Regions from separate parts of the Macaca mulatta genome. Here region 2 is linked to region 1. A link is a contact called in public Hi-C data. All regions are on one chromosome and are shown on one strand. The core of a region is the stretch at or near the end of the contact, and the rest is flanking DNA. Distances in the headings are between cores, read along the strand shown.

Region 1 (2,700 bases), core at 154-2,653:
TGCATGACCAGGCAGCTGGCTCCAGATGAGAAGCAGGGCACTATTGGCCCAGAGACCCTGTAAGACCCTAGAAATGATGCCTCAGCTTGACACTCCAGAAAAGACTGAGAAAGCTGATTATGAAACCAGGCCTCAGAATAAAAATCAAATTCAGCAGCCACAGTCAGCTCCCTTATAGTTGTCTCTTACAGGTTTCATTGGGAATCACCCATTTAAAGAGGAAGGGGAAGGAAAGAGTTGTGCACTGGTGTATCCGTGGGGTCTTGGGTAGCTTCCTATCCCTCTCCAGGCCTCAGTGTCCTCATCTGTGAAATGGGAAAGCAATCCCGTCGCTCTAAAAGCTCTCTGGGGACAGCCACATAGACGATTCCATGGCCCTTTCCTCCCCTCTCCTCACTCTCTGTAGCAAAGATTTCTTGACTTTATAACAAAATACTATAAATGTTGGTGCTGTTGGCCTGGAGGCCTGTAGTTGGCCCAGGGAACAGAGCAGCTTCCCAGTCCCCTCTACCTTCCCGCTCTGTGTGCATAGACAGTCATTCTCCTCCTCCTGTCCCCAGGTGTCCTGACCACCCCCCTCTCCAAAAGCTGACTGCCAAGTCCAGTCCTTCTTCTGCTGGGCACACAGAGGCCACACCATCTTTCTGAAGGCCTGCAGAGGACTTTTCATGGGGGACGAGCCTCTAGGGGGTGAAATAAAGCTCCTGGCCCACTCTGGGAGACAGGAGATCCCCGGACGTTGGATGTGTGGCTGCCTCTGTTGGGGAAAGGGTGGGTACCCTCCAACAACTGGACGCTCACCTGAGAAGCCTTGCCAAAGCCAGGGGCTCCCAACCCAATGTGCGTAAGAATCCCCTGGTGGGGTGGGGGTGGGATCCCAGGGGCTTGTTCAAAAGCAGGTTTCCTGGCTCCTAACACAGGAAAGTGTCATTGAACAGACCTGGATTCTGTATTTTCCACGAGTCCCCTAAAGCTATGCTGATGCAGGGATTCCCTGACACCGTTTTTTTTTTTTGAGAAACACGGGTGTGATGACTTATTCTCCAGGCCCAAGATGGGTTGTACAAGCGCCTAGCATCTCAAAAGGAATGGAGGTGATGGAGGGTCCAGGAGCTGTCCCTTCCTCTGCCTCAGTGCGCTAAGGAGAGCTCCAGACACAGTGGCTGTCACTAACCCTTTCCCCTCCTACCCTGCCCCCAACAGGTGCCAGGCAGGGTCCCAGGAGGAGGGGACTCAGGCCACAGCAGGCAGAGGACAGCTGAGTTTGGGATCAAATACTGACCTCCAGTCTCTGGGGCTGTGCGTGTCCAGGGGTCCGGGAGGAGTGTCACATGGCCCCTTCGAGCTCTTGGTTCTCAGCTCCGGCGACCAGCCGAGGGACTGACACTTTCTAAGTTCCCCGTTTGAAAACAGGAAACAGGCTGTGTGACCTGCTCCTGATCGCCCCAGCCTATTGGCTGGTGAAACATGGTATATTGAACTCAACTGACAGCCTGCCACCTCTTCTTCCGGGTAGCGCAGGGAACGGCAAGGCAGTGCAGGGCCAGCCCTGTGGGGTCTAACTCAGCCTCACTCTCCCTGCAGCCTTGCAGCGGTCTGGCTGTCCTTCAAATCCCCGTTGATCTCTGGCATTCAGGCATTAGCTCTCAGAGCCCTTTCACGTTCATTATTCTACTCTATGAGCTAAGCATGATGGGGACCGTCATGCCCCTTGAACAGATGGGAAAACCGAGGCTTGGGTCACAGAGCTGGTGGGACACAGAGCCAGTGACTGACATAGAAGAGCAGTGGTGTGGAATTACAGTTCCATCTGGCGCCTTTTCTCTGAGCAAAGCTGTATCCATCACCACCAACAGAAAGTACCAGGGAAGCGAAACCCCAGGGCAGTGGTGTGATTCATGGCCACCCATCTTTGTGGCCTTGACAGCAAGAGAGGAAATCAGACAAAAAAAAAAAAAAAAAAAAAAAAAGAACTTTGCTGGCTCTCCCAGAAGTTTACCACATGTTTTTTTCTGAGCCACGATTCCCTTCCCCTCCATGAGAAGTAGTCACAGTCTTGATTCAGATGGGGGTTACTACTTTGCTTTTCCTTAGAAATTTACCACCTATGAGATCCTCAAACAATTCAGTTTCATTTTACTCATTTGTGAATCTTATATAAATTGAGCCAAGCATACTGTGTGTATTCTCCAGTGCCTTGCTTCTTTCATGCAACATTTATGTGTTTAAGATTCACTGATGCATTTCTGGGTAGCTAGTTTTTTCATTTCCATTGTTGTGTTGCTACATTATTATTATTATTTATTTTACTTTAAGTTCTGGGATATGAGTGTAGAACGTGCAGGTTTGTTACATAGGTATACATGTGCCATGGTGGTTTGCTGCACCCATCAATCCGTCATCTAGGTTTTAAGCCCTGCATGCATTAGGTATTTGTCCTAATGCTCTCCTTCCCCTTGGTCCCCATCCCCCGACAGGCCCCAGTGTGTGATGTTCCCCTCCCTGTGTCCATGTGTTCTCATTGTTCAACTCCCACTTCTGAGTGAGAACATGCGGTGTTTGGTTTTCTGTTGCTACATTATTTAAATACATTGCCATTTATCTTTTTTTGTTGTTACTGTCTTTTGATGCACACTTGGGGTGTCCCTAGGACGGCCATCATGATCAATGCCCCTGATGATATTCTTACACATTTCTCCA
Region 2 (2,700 bases), core at 169-2,668, 61 kb after region 1:
GGACTGTGACCTCAGAGTCCTTCCAGCTTTGTTGGAGAATAAAGATGTAGAGGAGAACGGTGTTGCCTAAGGCCACACAAGCCAGGCCTGTTGATTTCCAACTTATGGCTTCCTTTGGCAGTGTGGTCGTGAAGCTTGGAATAGAGGAAGATAGGGGTGACAAAAGAGGGACAGGAGTAGAAAGAGGCTTAGGTTTTCAAAAGATGCTCATTTCATTTTGGATGACTATGGCAGGGAAGAGTGGTGGCCTGTCTACTGCTACTGTTACTCGTCACTCATGTGACTGCTTTTATGTATTCATTGGTTTAAATTCCCTGGATCTCCAGAAACATGTTACTTTCCACTGGGGGAAATTTGTGTCATGGTTAAACACACACATACACACACACACCCCTCCTCCTTTCTCAGTGTTAATCACCTTCTCCTATAATTAGCACTTAAAATGTCAAAGGAGAAGAAATTAATTAACAGGAGTATCCAGTGCAGCAAGGCTCTGGGACCGATTATAAAAAGCACTTCCTTAAATATTTTGAGTACTTTTGGGAATCAGAAGCCTCCCTTCTAATTGAAAGATCCTTAACTACACCCTAAGTCCTGGCTGGTGGCCAGGGGTGCAGGGCTGAGTGAGGCGGCGTGTGGAAATCCCTTCTTCACCATCCTTGGGAAAATTCCCTCCTAACTGGGATAGGTGGCAACAGAGGTTCGGAAACAGCAAGCGTCCCAGGCTGAATCTGCGGGGGAGGAAGAGATGAACCTTTCCTGAGCTGGTACTGCGTGCCAGAAACTTTAACTCAGTATTTTGCCACAATCCTATAAGACAACCGATACTATGATCTCCATTTTACAGATGAGGACATTGAGGCACAGCGTGGTTGTGACTTCCCCGAGTCACGCAGCCACTGAATGAAAGCGCCAAAGATTCAAAGTGAGGTCTGATTCTAAAGCTTTGCTCTCTCACGGCATCCTGGAATCCTATTCCCAACCTTCATCTGGACTCTCAACCCAGCCCAAACCTAAGCGTCTACAGTTTTGACAGCTGAGGTAGGAGCACGGGAGGTGGAGCTGGTGACAGCGCAGCGCCCCGCCCCGCCCCGTCTCCGGCACCAGCCAATGGTGACGCGGCACCCACAGCCTTTCGCCCAATCAGCTTGAGCTTCCCGCCTCCATCCCCCGCTCTTCTCCGCCCCGCCCCTCCGCTTTCCCTTTGGTTCCACCGAGCTTGACAGAGCGGAAAGTCCCTTCGGCCGGCGCCGGGCCGGCAGCCATTGGAGGAAGGTCTGTCACAGGGAGGCCCAATCAGGGCCCGCTCAAGAGAGCAGCTCGGCCTGCGATTGGCCAGCGCGGCGTCTGCCCCCTCCGCCCCCGCTCCCTCCCTCTCCTCTGGGCGGTTCGGAGGCGGGGCAGGTGGGGGCGGGCCCAGGTAGCAGGTTCGGCTGCGCGGGGGCCGCGCGTCGGAGGTAAATACTAGGGCGGTGGGTGTGGGGCGCCGGGGCCGGCCCGGGACGCAGGCTGGGGAGCCGGGGCGAGGGGCGACGCCCCGCCGCCCGAGGTTAGTGAGTGAGCGGGCGGCGGGCGGCGGGCGGCGGGCGGCCGGATCCCCTCGGCGCAGCCACCCGGCCTCAGGGCGTCCGGAGCCGCTGCGGCGACCGTCGGGCCCTCGGCGCCGGCCCGTTAGTTGCCCGGGCCCGAGCCGGCCGGGCCAGTGGGGTGCCGAGCACGCTGACGTCAGCCCGGGCTTCCCCACCCCCGGGGCTTCCCCATCCCCCGAGGCTTCCCGGGAGGGCTCCGAGTCCGGGGAGCGTGCCGGGTCTCCACCGTCGGGACCCTCGGAGGAGAGAGGACTTGGGGCGGGAGTCGCGCGGGACACTGTCCCCCTCCTCGCCCCCCACCCCATTTACAGATGGGGAGACTGAGGCACAGGCCGCTGGCGGGCCCCGACGGCCACCGTTGGCCTCAGGAGCTCGGGGCTGTGATTCCTACCGTCCGCGCCGCGGGGCGTATGCAGCGATCGATTTTGCGGGTGTTGGTGGCTCCCGTCCAGAAATCGCAGTCGGGGTTCTGGCCTCGTTAATGGCGTGTTCTGCTTTTTCTTTCAGTTTCCCCCTTTCCAGGGTGAGGATGGTTCTACACAGCCACCTGGAGTTCCTTAGTTGAAAGGTGCGCCCTGTTGTGACAGGTATTCTTTCTTTATGTTTTTCTTTCATGTTAACAATGGTGGGGGGGGGGGGGTGGCGGAAGGGGGGCGGAAGGGAAGTCATGAAATCTTGAGGAAGATGGTGTTGAGTTTGGTACTCAGCTGGGTCAGCTGCCGGTTATTCATGCACTTGGCATCGTTTCTTTTCCACCCCTTGGCATTTGAATGTTTTAGGATAGTTGTCATCTTCCAGCCACCAAGCCTGTGGCCTTGCAATCTCCCAGCCCCCATCATCCCCGCCACTTTCTTTTCTCCAGTTTTTCCTGGAAAGTTGTATCCTTAGCTCAGCTGAGGAGCATGCCTACCTTGCTTTTGAATATGGTCTAGAGATCTTAATAGGATTGTTCATTTTGCAATCATTGGCTCTCAGAGAAGCACCCAGGCCTTGAGAGGGTGTTCATTTGATTGTTGGCTTTCTACACACCCCCTCATGCCCCAAGTAGATTGAATGGCCTTAAGAATTTAGCCTGCCATTCCCCACTGAGTAGTGGGTGGATTTGAAGTAG

Evidence for each region. A called contact is a pair of places that touch in the nucleus more often than the background predicts.
Region 2: a Hi-C map of cortical neurons shows a contact between it and region 1, with 2.2 times the contacts expected there. The contact joins the promoter of CYLD here to the promoter of SNX20 in region 1. A contact is called at or near these places in 2 of 14 Hi-C or Micro-C datasets (CD4 T cells and cortical neurons).

What each region holds. Positions count from the first base shown.
Region 1 is chr20:46,132,670-46,135,369 of T2T-MMU8v2.0, forward strand. It overlaps SNX20 (sorting nexin 20), which reads right to left and starts at 1,404. Exons shown (of 4, transcript NM_001261262.1): 1 at 1,283-1,404.
Region 2 is chr20:46,193,910-46,196,609 of T2T-MMU8v2.0, forward strand. CYLD (CYLD lysine 63 deubiquitinase) reads left to right here and starts at 1,419. Exons shown (of 18, transcript XM_077985641.1): 1 at 1,419-1,457; 2 at 2,097-2,157. LOC144337938 (a long non-coding RNA gene) reads right to left here and starts at 2,526. Exons shown (of 2, transcript XR_013411589.1): 1 at 1,981-2,526.